Linked DNA regions of Gossypium hirsutum: region 2 is linked to region 1. A link is a contact called in public Hi-C data. All regions are on one chromosome and are shown on one strand. The core of a region is the stretch at or near the end of the contact, and the rest is flanking DNA. Distances in the headings are between cores, read along the strand shown.

Region 1 (7,664 bases), core at 3,060-5,559:
GCAACTGAGATTGGATTCCCAGCTTCCCAATATTTTGTAGGTAATGCTTAGGTTTTTGTGCATTCTTGCTTGTCTTCCCATGTTTCTTTCTTTGATTTGAGGATAAAAAAAAGTATAGTATATGCCTCTTTTTCTCATTTCTTTCCCACTATCATTTGGGCTTAAGATTCATGTTAGATATATATGTTCTTTGCATGTGCATCTCTATGTATGAGAATAAGATGTGTAAGAGAGAAAGAGGGAAAAGCACAGTACTAGGCACCATTATAGTGGTTTTGTTAATTTTTAACGTTTTTCTTGCTTGACCACTGCCTCCTTTCTTGTAGAAATCTTAAACCAAGTGCTCTTTTCCTTTTCTAGTTGGTCTTGTTATCTTTTGTAGTCATGAAACTATATTGGTGAGGCATACTGTATTTTTCAGGGAAAAATATTGTTAATAGAGTAATCTAGCAAAAATGCAAGCAAAGGCATACCGAACAAAGACAATAAAAAAGTAAACTTGTGGAATTACTTACTGGTATACCCATGAATTTATTAGTTGGGCTAGATTCTAATCGGATTGGACCCATAATAATAGATTTTTAATAATAAATTGTTCACTTTACCCTTTTAATATTTTAATAATGCATTTCAAAGGGTCAAACAGGCTTATAGATAAAATCAAGTTGGTGAATGTAAATATGTTCCAATGCACGACCATTTGATTCTTGACATTCAAAGCACATGCCATTCTTGAGGTCCATTTCCAAGTTCCCTTACGCCTTACCTATCAAAATCTATCTTATCGGCTTAGTTCATAGTTGTCTTGCACAAAAAGTAAACAAAGTGATCTGCTTTGAATATGCCCATTTGGTTTGGGACTGGGTGACTGACTGTACACAACATTTACCAGGGTGAACCAAAGCCGTCAGTGCAGAACAAAAATGGTGAGCATAATGAAACTGTCCTTGTATGCCTTCACTACGTGTTTTCTTTTACAAATGAGGCAAAAAGAGATTAATGGAAACGGAGATACCAAATGCACTTCATGACTTATCTACTGTTCAAATCAAACTCCCCAACTTCGCGCCAGTCATTCTGCACACTTGTATCTCCATTTTCAGTCTCCTCATCGTTCAAGAAATCTTCAGATGGTTCCTTTTCATCCCTCTGTGCACTGCTACCCCATCCATTCATCATCTCATCAGGGTTTACACCCTGAGGCTGCTCCCGAATGTCATGACCAATTGCAAGGTTGTTTCCTTGAGACCCAAGAGCGTTTGCCCTTATAGGTCCTCGAGCCATTAGTTCAGCATGAGCTTGTGATTCAGCTCGAGCTTGCTCTGCCTGAACCATTGCTGCCATTCTCAACTTAGCCTCATGAGCCTCTCGGCCAGCCTTCTCCCTAGATTCTATTTCTGCTCTCAAATCAAGCAACGCTTTCTTCTCTTCTTGGAGAAGAGCTTGCTCAATCATCAGCCTTTCCTCGGATCGGAATTCCCCCACACCTCGTTTGCGAGATATTATATTGAAGGCAAGAGCCTGTTTCTCAAATGTGGCTGTGAACTCTGCAACTTTAGCAGCAATGTTGTTATCCCACTGCTGGGAGCGAGATGGCATCTGGCCAGTTGTGTCTGAATCAAGAATTTTATCATCCTCCTCTGCTTCATAGTCTGCTACTACATGGTAAGGTAGTAACCTGACAGTTTCACAACATAGTTTAAAAAACAGAGAGAGAGATCAAATTTTTATCCCAATATGATTATGCAATTAGCAGACAAAAGCTTGCTTTTCCTATGCTTCACCATATACCCTTTCTTCCAAATAAAGTCTGTAAAATATTTGACCCAAAAATTTCCCATGAATGAGCCCCCATATTATTTCGAAAATATTCAATCAAAAAGTTCAGGAGAATTTTCCCTTGCAGCTATATATGGCATATATGCTAGATTTCATTCATCATAAAGGATTTCATTTTCACAATAACTACTCCCTATTTCCTTTTTCTTTTCTTTTTCGTTTCTCCTTGCTCTCTCTCTTTGAAGGAAATTTGATAAAAAAAAAACTTCAGAAAAATGTTGATTAAGCAGGAAGCACTGTAATGCAGAAACTTTGAAGCATATATCAAATCCCATCAAGAGGCCAAATTTAAAATAGCAAGGCCCATGTATTATCCATGGATAATGTAAAGCTGTGCTCACATAAGATGCGAGAAAGGGAGAAAATTTGAGAGGAAGAACGTAGGTAGAAACAAAAAAATTTCAAACTGCATGCATGTGTGTGTATTTCCACAATTCCACATTCTTGGTTTTATTGAGTCATACAAGTCAAAAGAAGCAAGGAAACAAAAAGACATTCAATTACAAAAAAATTTTCGGAGCCTGACGACACCAAATGAAGCACAAAAGTTGTCTCCAACTTCAAAAGTGTTTCCTGAAAAACTCTTAGTCCTGTTTAAAGCGGAAATGAACATGCATAGAGAGTCCAGGACATGATGTTTCAAAAACCATAAGCAAGAGGAATGCAAAGCAAAGTCTGAATAAAGGGTGAAGTATCTTGTGAATTGATAGTAGCAGGACATGAGGACATTCGAAACACTATGAAAGACTTGGACATAAAAAATATTATTTAGTCACTCTGCCAACTCCAGCGTATTCATGCAAATACAAATATAACAGTTTGCTTACAGGAACACATGAATGTTAGCTACCACTCAGTGATTTTGACAGCCAAGCTCAATGCAACAAGGAAGGTACAATCTTATGAATAAAATTTAATAATTCATTTATTTATTTAATAATTCACACTTTTCCCCATGAAACAGGTGACAAAGCTGAAAGCAACTAAACTTTCTAGCTGAAAGGATTTCTGCCAGATGGCGCATTGCTCTGAAAATGAACATTTCTAAAAGTTTTTAACTGATGTAATCTCCTAGGTGCAGAGAAACCATGCAAAAAGTGTATTTCTCAAGTATTTTCCAACCATATGTAGGTGAATCCCATAATTTCATCCACCAAATTGCCATGTGTCAGAACACGTCATCAATTTATTCCGTCTTATGCATATGAACTCCAATTGATTTCTAACGAAGACATGCGATTAATATACTCTTCTAGATATATGTCTTCAATCTCAGAAGAATTAGACAAAACAAAAACTGACTACATGAAACACATCAACATCAAATTTGATCATCCCTTTAACTCCCACAGTTTCTGGAGATCTCATTTATAAACAAATCCCAACATGTCAAAAAGCATAACATTATCAGATATAACCTATTCCCATATCCTTGTAAATGGTCCTTCAATCCTAGTAGTACCGAGAAACTTATGCCAGTAACAAATAAAAAATCCTAATTTCTTTACAAGATATAACATACTATCCTAACAAAAGAAATCTACCCAAATTCTCACAAGCTGATTTGCAAGACTACAAGTTTCTACTTTCTATTAGAAAATAACATAAATCTCCTTATAAATCAAATTCACAAATGCTAGACATGCGAGCCCAGGTTCAACAAAATGGTAAAAGGAATCCATTACTCAAAATTCCCATCTTTTCAGATTCACTCGAGGAGAAAAAAAAAGAACTAAGAAAACCTATTCTTTCGTTTCCAAGAAGGCTCATTTTTTTGACACCCCAAAAGGGAAAAAATGAAGAATCAAACAAACCCAGAATTCCATTCCCAATGACTTGCATAAAAAATTAAAGAAATTCTACACAAACCTCTCACAGGCATCTTCAAGGGAAGAAAAAGGCCGCTTGAAATCTGGGTGACAAACACGCCAGGCATCCTGATAAGCCATCTGGAGCTCCGCTTGATTCAAGGGTCGGATCTGCTTCTGCTGTTGGTTTGGTTGCTGTTGCTGTTGCTGCGGCGGCGGCTGTGGTTGTGGCGTTTGTTGTTGTTGTTGTTGTTGTTGTAAATTAGGGGAGGAATTAAGGTTAGGGTTAGGGTTAGGGTTAGGAATGGGGGTAGAATTAGGGTTTTGTTGGATGTTAATGGGACGATGATGAATAACACCAGGAGTAGTACGTAAATGGGCATCTATGTTTGAAGGGAACCTAGAAATTGCTTGTTGCTGCTGCTGCTGTTGTTGGTTTTGTTGGGCTTGTTTTTGAAGTTGTTGTAGGAGAAGAAATTGTTGTTGTTGTTGCTGTTGTTGTTGTTGTTGCTGTTTTTGTAAGAGAAATTGCTGCTGCTGCTGCTGCTGCTGCTGCTGCTGTTGATGATGAGCCATTGCCTTTGCTTCCTCCATCTCTCAAATCTTTTTTGCTTTGTTTTTCCTCTGTTTTGGTAAAATAAAAGAAGGAAGTAATTGCTGGGGAAAATAAAAGAGTTGGGCCTCGGAATTCATGAATTATTAGATACAGTGCGGCAACGAAACAATCTATTGGGCCCACTTAACACACATAAATAAATTATAATTTTTTTGGTAAACTATTAGTAAATACATTTTCAATTTGCCCACTTAATTAAAAAATTATAATTTGATCACTAAAGTTTTTGAAACTATCTTTTGGTCATCTGATTGTTAAATTTTAATTGGTATAATAACAATTTTAGTCCTCAATTTTTATACTTTCTATCATTTTGACCCTAATTATATATAAAAAGATAAAAAAAGATGATATTCTTTTTAAAAGTTTAGAAAATTATAAGAATTAAGATTAAAATAAAAGTGGATAAAATTTTCAAAATTAGATACAACGTGAGAGAATCAGGGAAAATCGTTTTTAAATCCTCCAAAGTTCTCTTTGTATATTATTTGTATAGAAATATTAAATACCCATTCTTTGAAAAACCATAGAAAAAAAATCAAGCTGTTATAAATATCTTATTAAGTGGATGTCTATTAAGATTAATAAAGTTTTGATGTACTTTAAATTCTAATAGTCATTAGAAGTATCTCTACTTCATTTATATTTCTTATGCCTATAAATAGAGACTTTGGAGAAGCTTTGTAAATATCCCGATTGATCAATAAAACACGCTCTCTCTTTTGCTCTCCTAATTTGACCAATAAACTCGTTTTTAAATCCTTCAAAGTTCTCTTTGTATATTATCTATATAGAAATTATCAAATACCCATTCTTTAAAAAAAACCATAGAAAAAAAAAACATTAAGCAAAATTATTGGTTCTCTGTATTTTAGGGAGCATTTAGGAACTAGAATTTAGATTTCAAAATTTTAACTTTCAAGTTTATTATTTATGAATTCATCACTTCCAAATTCTTTGTTTGGAAATTAAAATATTTAAAATTCAAGATTTTGAATTAATCTAAATTCATTGTTTGGATAATTCAAATTTAGATTTGGATTTCAATTAAATCTAAGCTTTAAAAATATATATATTTTAAGTTTAATTATTTAGGAGGATTTTGAACATTGTTGTTTAAACTAGATTGGACTAACCAGTCAGATTGAGAATCGGTTAGGGTACCGGTCTAGAGAAAGGCATTAGAGTGGATGATCCAGAAACCAACTAGTGTGTCGGTTTGGAGAAAGGCATTAGACTGATTGATTGGGCTGAACCAACAGTCAAACTGATTAAACTTGTTTTTATCTATTTTTAAATATTTTTTATTTTTAATAATTTATTCAATTGAACCTATCAAGTCGGCCGAACAGGTTGAATCAAGTATTGGTGGTCGGAACGGTTCACCTACTGATCCGATTTTGAAAAACTTGAGTTTCGTTGATGATGTATTATATATAAAAATAATTATCTATTGTTTGAGTTTTGAAGGAAGTGTAAAAGGAGATAGAATAAAAAAGTTCTCATATTTTTTTAATCAATCTTAGATTTTAAAAACTCTCAATTTTAAAATGGATTTTGAAATTCAAAATATAAATCTTATAAAATTGAACTTGGATTTACCAATATTCAAATCCAACATTTTATTTATTAGCCAAACAAATAATTTGTTTAACACCCCTTACCAGAGACCGTTGCCGGAGTCGAGCATGAGGCGTTACTTGACTTAACTTACTAGTTTGAGGCATAAGAATTTGCTTTTAAAATTAATTTCACTATTTACAACAAAGCTGTCCAATCGCGTAGCAGTTGCTAAATTAATTTTAAATCGAGATACGAAACTCAAAATTTAGATCCGTAAATTTTCCCTAAAACTAGACTCATATATATTCTTACCATAAAATTTTCAGAAATTTTGGTTGAGCCAATTAGTACAGTTTATTAGTTAAAGTCTTCCCTGTTTCACTGTTCGACTGTCCTGACCTCTCATCACTAAAATTCAATTTTATCATTGTATGATTTTAATATGGTGTTCTCACTTATTTCTACAGAAAATAGACTCATTAGGGAATCTAGAAATATAAATTACAACTCATAAATATTTTTGTAAAATTTTTAATGGTTTTCTAAAATCAGAATAGGGGATTCCAAAACCACTTTGACCTTGTATAACTAAAATACAAATATCTCAGAATATAAATTTTCTTTACCCATACCGTTATTTTTCTATGAAAATAGACTCAATAAGATTTAATTATATATATCATTAACCCTCTAATTAATTTTATACTATCATTGGTGATTTTTCAAAGTCATGTCACTGCTACTGTCCCAAAACTGTTTCATTGCAAATTTTTACTCTTTCATAATTTTTAGGTATAAATTATCACCTAGGCATTCATAATACCAAACATATTCTTACTTAGCCATTTTAATAGCTAACATTATCACATATTTACACATCATCCTTTAGCAATATCATAAGGACATACTTTCAAAATGACTAAGTCCTTATACATGCCATAGCTCAAACATTGATCATTATAAAATACTGAGTTGTTGTTGTTGTTGATAGTGTGAGCGTTCTTCGACGTCTTTAAGATCCCCGAATTAGCTTTGCAATACTATAAAAGAAGGAAAATAAAAGAAGTAAGCATAAAGCTTAGTAAGTTTACAAGCAAATAAATAACAACATTTAACACAAATAAATATACTCAAGTGTCATGATCTCTAATTTCCTCTTTACTTAATCTCTTACTCGTTCACTTGTTTACTTAGATAACTCATGATTATAGCTTACTCTTCGCTTGCTGAAATGTTGGTTCTCAATTGATAACATAATATGTTCTTAACTCTTATAACTCACCTGAATTTGCTATTTATGCTTTTACCTGAACTTTCATAGAACACAATTTGTTTTCTAGCTCGTTGAGCCACATTGGAATAATAATGATACTTGGGTCTCATATCTGATAACAACATACCAAAGTCATGTCCCAGACATGGTCTTACATGGGATGTTTTTTGTATTGCCAATGCTATATCCCAGATATGGTCTTACATTGGAGTTCTCATATCGGTGCCCATGCCATGTCCCAGACATGGTCTTATGGGGGACCTCTCATCTCGGTGCCAACGCCATGTCCCAGACATGGTCTTACATGAGACCTCTCATAACCTCAATGATGCCGATGCCATGTCCCAGACATGGTCTTACATGGGATCTCTTTACCCAAATGTCATGACATTTGTATCCGATACATTCCTAATGTTTCAACGAGACTTTTTAATACTAATTCTCTATCTTCTCATACTTGAGTCAACATTAAATAATTTCATAAAATAAATACATAATTTCTTGAAAATAGCAGATTTAATAATAATTATTGAAATATTTCATTTATTTACCGTAAACTTAACTC
Region 2 (7,401 bases), core at 801-3,300, 230 kb after region 1:
CTTAATTTCTTCCATTGGAACCTCTTTAATAAAGATTAGGAAAAGAGTTAGTAGGGAGCTTTAGCAAGTTAACATGTTGACCACTATACAAATTCTGAAAAAAATCAAGAGCCTTAAATCGAAGTTTCTCATCGTCATAAATCCATTCACCTCTATCATTTTTTAGGGTAGAAAACTAGTTATGTTTCCCTCTCTAAATCGTGCTATAATGAACTAATTTAGTATTTCAGTCCCTAAACTGCAACCAATCACAACGAGCTTTCTGTTCCCAAAGCAGCTAGTCATGGTGTAAAATATTTTCCGACTTTTCCCTAACTTTTAATTCAAACTGGCTTAAGGCGTTGGAACCTGATCTATCCATTTCCTTTTGAATCTTCACAAGTTTCTTCATCAACTACCTCTTATGGGTGCCAATATTACTATAAACAAATTTATTCCACTCATTTATATTTTAAGTAGACTACTGGATAGCCTCTGCCATATTACCCTTGAAAACCCAATTTTCTTTGACAAAATTTGAAAAGTTAGGGTGTTCCACCTAACCAATCAAGAATCTGAAGGGTCGTCCTTTAGGTAAGTTGACTTCTGAATTGAAAGAAAAGAGCAATGGTCTATGGTCAGAGTTGATCCTAGGAAGATAGGTGACTGAGCAACTAGGGAAAGTATTAATCCAAATATCATTTCTGATCGCTTTATCCAACCTCTTAAATATTCCTCCTCAATACCATGTGAATTGTGGTCCCTTAAATCCTAAATCCTGCAAATTATTCACATTAAGAAAATCTCCAAAAAGAGAACATCCAATTCCATCTCTTTTACCCCCTCTTTTATTTCTAGATGAAAGTAAAGCATTAAAATCACTGATAGCAGCCCAATGCACTCCTCTAGGATGTATAACCATACTAAGACCCTCCCAAATTTTCCTCATTTTTTGTTTGTCAGGACTCCCATAAACAAAAACAATACTAATAGCTTAGGATTGATCTCTCTTTAAAATCTGAACAACAATAAATTAAGGGTGATTACGAATTACCTCAACTGAAATATCATCTTTCCAGCCAAGCTAGATACCCCTCGAATAACTAGTAGCCTTTACTCTGTGAATTCTAAAAACCCAAATTGGCAATGATTTGATATGCTTTGTATCCACTTACTCTTGTCTCAATGAGACTAACAATATCGGGTTTATATTCCCTACTGTATTCTCAAACACGAGAAGATCTTTTGTCGGCACATCCTTGGCAATTCCAAGAAAACACAGATTAATCCATTAAAATTAATTTAAAGAAGTAAAAAAACAATCTTACTGCTTAGGAGGCCCCAGATCCTCCTCTTTATCAGAGGTTGAGTCTCTATCAACCTCCTTGCTAGATTGAGCATTAATTAGCTCAATTATAAAGCTCATCGAATCTATCAAGGATACACAAGCGATTCCAGTTTGTTTAAAATGGTCCTCACGATCTTTGATGGTTCAGTTAAGCTTGCGACTAATGCGAACAGAAGTATCTTTATCCCTCACGATTTTTAATACCCACATTACCTTTACTTCTTTCTGTATTATCATTTATTCACGAAAGTGGGATTTTATTTAGGTCAGAATTTTTTATGAAAATAACCACCGAGTGCTTCTCCAAATCAAGGACAGTTTTATTCAATAAATTATTTGCACCACTCATTTCTTCAAAAGTAAGTTTAAATTTTGTGACAGTTATAGAAGATTTAGTTGGAAAAATTGAAAGATTTAAATAATTTAATTCCATAACTCCCTTGTGTAAATCGGCCTCTTGAGCTTCCTTTCGTAAAATTAGCGTTTAGTGGTCAAAACATCTTGAATCGAACCTACACAATTATTTAAAAAATTATCACTTGCGGTGGCATTAAATGTGCCTGCACTTACCTTATTAATTTTATCAAACTCAAATTCCTACACAAGCCTTTTGCCTTTTTTTTTTTTGCTAAAGCCCCACTGGAAAAATGACCCAAGTTTATTGCCTTATTGCTACCCATTATGCCTTGACTATCGGGCTCCAAATAAGACCCAAATCCCTCTTTTCCCCTACGGCCTGTATTTACGCCAAGGGCTCACACTTCTTTTTTCTTCTCATTAAACCTAGCCCTATTCCCTTTTATTTTTCCACTGAACTCCTCAGTAGTCATTTTTCCATCAAATTTATCACCGATTCCTTTAACATTTCCCCAATTTCTCCTACCGCGTTCCATTTTTCTGCTTGATGTTTTTCCTGTGAATCCCTCTATCCTCATATCGTGATTTTCTTTCCACTATCATCTACGGCCCGTACGCCATTCCAGTTGCTCCCTCAACTCCGATTCCGGTCTCACCTGGATTTACTAATGCTGAATATTTCCCATTATCTTGGGTCAGATCTACAACCACTGATGGACATAATTCCTTCACGTATCCATATTGTTGGGAAATGTGCCCATATTGTAGTAAACATGTAATTGTTTTCTATTTATTTAAACGATAAATAAATAAATAAAGTTAATTTCACATTTCACTGTTATGTCTTTTGTATTTATGTCTTTTTATATTTTTCATGCATAGCAAAATTATGACAAGAAAATATTAGCTCATTGATCGTGTAAAGTTCAAACTGAAGCTAAGTAGATAATCTAAATGAGAAAGATAACTTACTTCAATAGATAATCTAAATGAGTCCTTAATCCCGTAAAAGAATCAAAGTAAGCATTTGATTTAAATACTGAGAAGGATTATTATATCGTCTACAATTCCAATTGGGGAAATGGCTAGTCTTGGTTATCAGAGCAGTTGACTCCATAAGATGAATTAATTCTGAATTCGTTTGTGAATTAATTCACTTGTGACATTCATGGTGTGATTTACCTAAATCCTGAGTTAGTCACTGACCATGCATATGCAACTCATGTGCTTTGATATAAGTGGAGGCTTATGCTCTAAATATGATCGAGCCCATAGTCGATATGTTGGGTACATGACTTGTGTATGGCATGTCTTTACTAGTAATAGTGGAATTCATAACTCAATTAAAGAGTAAATCATATCCTCTCATTGGCATTGTGTAGATTGATAAATATGGAATGTGACCACGGGTTACATGTTCTTGAATGAGCAATTTATCACAGTCATTTTCTTACAGTGAAAATATTAATAATTAAGAATACACAATGGTAACAATGAGTTTAAATAGGATTGTATTGAGTGAACGGATTTAACTCAAAGGAATCAATGATATCATATGAGGGTAACACACACATGACGAGGTCATTGGACAAAGTAGTTGGATGAATTACTTTCGTAAAGAGTATACAATAAAGATTTTTCAATCATGGTACTTCTTGTGGACTGACTCTATGATTAAGTAATTCCGAATTATCGGAACGATGCTTCTAGACATAATTGCAATCACTAAAGCCTAATTGTATATATTGAATTGGTCCCTTCGCTAGCTCAACAAAATCTCGATCGAGTTGCATTTGAATCAGAAGAAAATTTTACGACTTTGGGAATAATTTAATTAAGTCTATTTATTCGATGTGGAATTAAATTAGGTAGTCGTATGAATTGTTCAACTAAAGAATTTGATTAAATAATTTTTTTGAAAAAATAATTTGGAAAATCTAGGTGATTTTTGGAAAAATTAATTTTGATCAAGTAAAATTAAATTAATCTAATTAATTAACATTAATAAGATATTTTTGGAAGTTACTTTTCAAGTTAGAAAAGTGGCTCAATGGGTAATTGAACTTGAAAGTTGGACCTAAGATCGTAAATTCGACTCGGGAGCTCAAAATCAAGACCAATACACAAAAATTGGTCTTATCGAACTCAGTATGTTAAAGTGGGTCGACGGTCCAACCGATGGCCTGACCAGACCAGTTAGGTCATCACTGACCCGGACCAAACCGGCTTAAGGTGTCGTAAGGGTGTCGCACCTGCATCACTGGACACAGCGGTGCCGGAGGCTACGATGGCGACGTTCTAGTGGTCTACGACGGTTGGTCATCGGTGGTTGAGTTGTGGAAAAGCTACACTTCTACTGGGACTTTACCAAAGAATTTGATTTCAGATTAATTATTCCAAAAATTAAATAATATTATTTTAATATTTTAATATTAAATTTAATTTAATAATTATCTTAATAGTATTTTATTAATTTAATATTAAAGTGATTAAGTTTAATCATAGTTAAACTCTCTAAATTCTCCCTATATAAAGAGAGCCTTGGGTCATTATTTACACATACTTGAATTCAAGAGAAAGTTGTAGAGAGAAAATTCTCTAAAGAGATTATTCCAGAAAATTTCTATAAATATTTTTTATTTACAACTTGACTCAAATGTTTAGAGAAATTGCAAAGTTATCCCACTAGTAATTTTTGTGAATTTTTTTTATTCGAAGTGAGCCCGCACTCAGCAAACTTGAGCTTGAGGATAGCAGAGAAGACTACTCGGTCAAACTGTTCATCCTAGATGAATCGAAGAGGTACAATTTTGATTAAGTGTTTATTACTTTAGATATCACCACCAAGATCCTATTTTGGAAAAAAATTAACACTCTGGTTTTTCCCTAAATTTATTTTTCGCTGCATTTTCCAAACTCGTTTTTCCAACAAATATTTTCCATAGGAGAAACAAATCATCGAGAGGGCTTCATATTCTACATTTTGTACTTCACCGTTTACCATTACCTGAGAAATCAACGGTTTGTCGAGGTTGACAAACACAACCATTCGGGCAAAACGGCCTCTATTTTCGCTATATGTCTAATAATCCAGTTTTGCCACTTTTCTAATCATACCCCCAATAGGCTCAATTATTTCCTTTTGTACATAAACCACGATAGACCCGGTAGTCTTATCCAAGCCATCACGATGCTTGGGTATGATTGTGACGGGCTAAAATCCTTAGTCCATGGTTGTACAGTCAAATATTGACCATAGATTATCCAAGGACCCCGAGTCGACACCCGGTTATAATCCTCAATGGCATGGAACTTCAATAAAAAATACTCGTTTTCTATATCCATAAGATGGAAAGGTTTGACCAATCTCCATAGGTTGTTGATCAAGTTATGGAGAGTAGCATAGCCAAAGCTCCTTCCCAAAATCTTCAGAACAACTATTGTCTCTATCTCTTTGAATAGTATTTGTTTAATATGGTATGAAAATTCTATTGTTGGAACCCCATTTACCACAGATTTTTTCACATCCCCTTCCAATAGTTTGAAATCCGCTTCACTCTCACTATTAGATCCATCAGAGGTGGATGAGTTCCCCCCAATTATTTTTCCTTCCAAGATACAGTAGGAGGCTAATCTAGATCTATAGTCATATTCATGCCTGCATCACCAGATCCTTCATTAAACCTCACTTTCTTCGTAATACGATCTTCAGAATACCGAGATTCGTCTTCGCCACCATCACAGATGTATTGCATTTCAACAGAAAGAAATGTCATTTTCTAATTTAAGTCTGTATCTCTTTTTTTTTTACACTCAAAAGGGTTCTATTTATAAGCCCCTAACATTCAATGCAATACAAATAAATGAAGCATAGTTAATTGCTTTATTAACACATACATTATAGGTCTATTTAGATAGCACAGAGTAATTGAATGAAATGTAAATATTAGGATAGTAATTACACTCTCTTGTAATTACAAAGAATTATAATTCCTTAGATGTGTTTGCTAATAAATTATAATTACATCTTAGTTATCTATGTTATGTTTAATAGTACAAATTGTAATTACATATTTACATAATTTATATTATTAAAAAATATTAATTACCATAAAAAATTATCAATACAATAAAAAATTTCTAAATGGGTAATAAAAATTAAAATAAAATCATCGTATGTAACATGTTAGTCCTATAAATTAGTCGATATTATGATTACTAATAAAAACAACAAGAAAAATAACTATCATATGCAATTTTATCTATCTGCTTTAGCATTCCATATTTGTTAACTTATTCCCTCTTTAAATTTTTACATATACTCTTTATCATCATTCGTTGGTCTCTTACCAAGTTTGCAAACTACTTAGGTCTATATATGGATTTAAGCAAGCATCCCGCTAATGGGATTAAAGATTTGATCAAATGATCAAGACTTTTGGATTTTAGCAAAACGTTGATGAACCTTATGTTCATAAACTTATTATGGATTGAAGTGTGGTTTTTCTATTTCTATATGTCGATGACATTCTACCTATAAGGAAAGAGGTCATTATCATCGGTTAAATTATGGTTAACACAACTTAGCATGAAGGACTTGGGAGAAGCTAACTATGTTCTAAGTATTCGAATCCTAAGGGATCAAAAGAAAAAACTGGTAGCTTTATCACAAGCTTCATACATAGACAACAAAAGAAAGAGAGATATGAGGAATGTTCCTTATACCTTGACAGTATGAAGTCTTACGTATGTCATGTTATACACACGTCTAGATATCTGTTTCACAGTAGGACTAGTGAGGCGATCTTAGGCGAATATCGGTTCAAGATACTAGCCAAAAATTAAGCATATACTCAAATATTTACAGAGAATTAGGGTTATATGTTTGTATATTCTAAAAGGGATCTAACTCCTATAGGATATACAGATTCCAACTTCCAAACGTGTTGGGATTCGAGGAAATTGACATTTGATTATGGCTTTGTTATAGGTGACGAAGCAATAGTTTGGAGAAGTGTCAAACAGAGTTGCACTACCAACTCCACTACGAAAGCCAAATATGTAGCTACTTCTAAAGCAACAAAAGAAACAATATGGCATCGAAAGTTCCTTACGGATCTCAAAGTCATTCATAGTATGAAAAAGTTATCATATTACATTGTGACAACAGTGTGACAATAACTAACACCAAATAAACCAAAAACCACAAACAGACAAAATAAATTGATAGAAAATATCACATCATATCGGAGGCGGTAGTAGATGGGATAGTGGATGTAGTCAAAGCCGCATCAGAAGACAACCTTACGAATTCATTTACCAAGATTAGTGGCTAGGAGTTTCGAGAAACATGTAGAGGCTTTGGGAATGTGAAATATTACTCATCTACTCCACTAGGGAGAATGGGACATTATTGAGATCTAATGTCTTTAGTGTAGTGATTATGTAACAACCCGATTTTCGGCCTAGTCAGAACAGTGGTTTCGAGACCACAAATCCAACGAGAAAAAATTTATTCTTATTATATTTTTATGGTTTACAATTTGACGAATAATTTTGTGAAAATTTTGTTTGAAAATTTTGACGTTTGAGCACTCAATTTAGTAAAAAGGACTAAATTGTAAAAAGTGCAAAATTTGAGTTCTCCATGTTAGAAATGTCCAATTGTGATGAAATTTTAAATTGAAGATCCTTATATGGTAATTAGACCATTGGTT

Evidence for each region. Hi-C and Micro-C count contacts between places; a contact is called where the count stands out from the background.
Region 2: a contact with region 1 is called in a Hi-C map of leaf, with 2.7 times the contacts expected there. The contact joins the enhancer-like site here to the promoter of LOC121215351 in region 1. A contact is called at or near these places in 2 of 34 Hi-C or Micro-C datasets (both in leaf).

Annotation. Positions count from the first base shown.
Region 1 is chrD03:10,372,886-10,380,549 of Gossypium_hirsutum_v2.1, forward strand. LOC121215351 (putative mediator of RNA polymerase II transcription subunit 12) reads right to left here and starts at 4,310. Exons shown (of 2, transcript XM_041089737.1): 1 at 3,709-4,310; 2 at 682-1,678. The coding sequence starts at 4,241. The coding sequence ends at 1,033. It overlaps LOC107950659, which reads left to right. Exons shown (of 4, transcript XM_016885541.2): 4 at 1-359. The coding sequence ends at 40.
Region 2 is chrD03:10,605,916-10,613,316 of Gossypium_hirsutum_v2.1, forward strand. No RefSeq gene overlaps it. Among protein-coding and RNA genes, the nearest start is that of LOC121215354, 17 kb to the left of the region's middle. Within about 2 kb of position 2,051, at least 5 of the 9 cell types and tissues checked have an H3K27ac peak or open chromatin away from gene starts, as enhancers often do. A contact at or near this core is called in leaf, where this site is marked.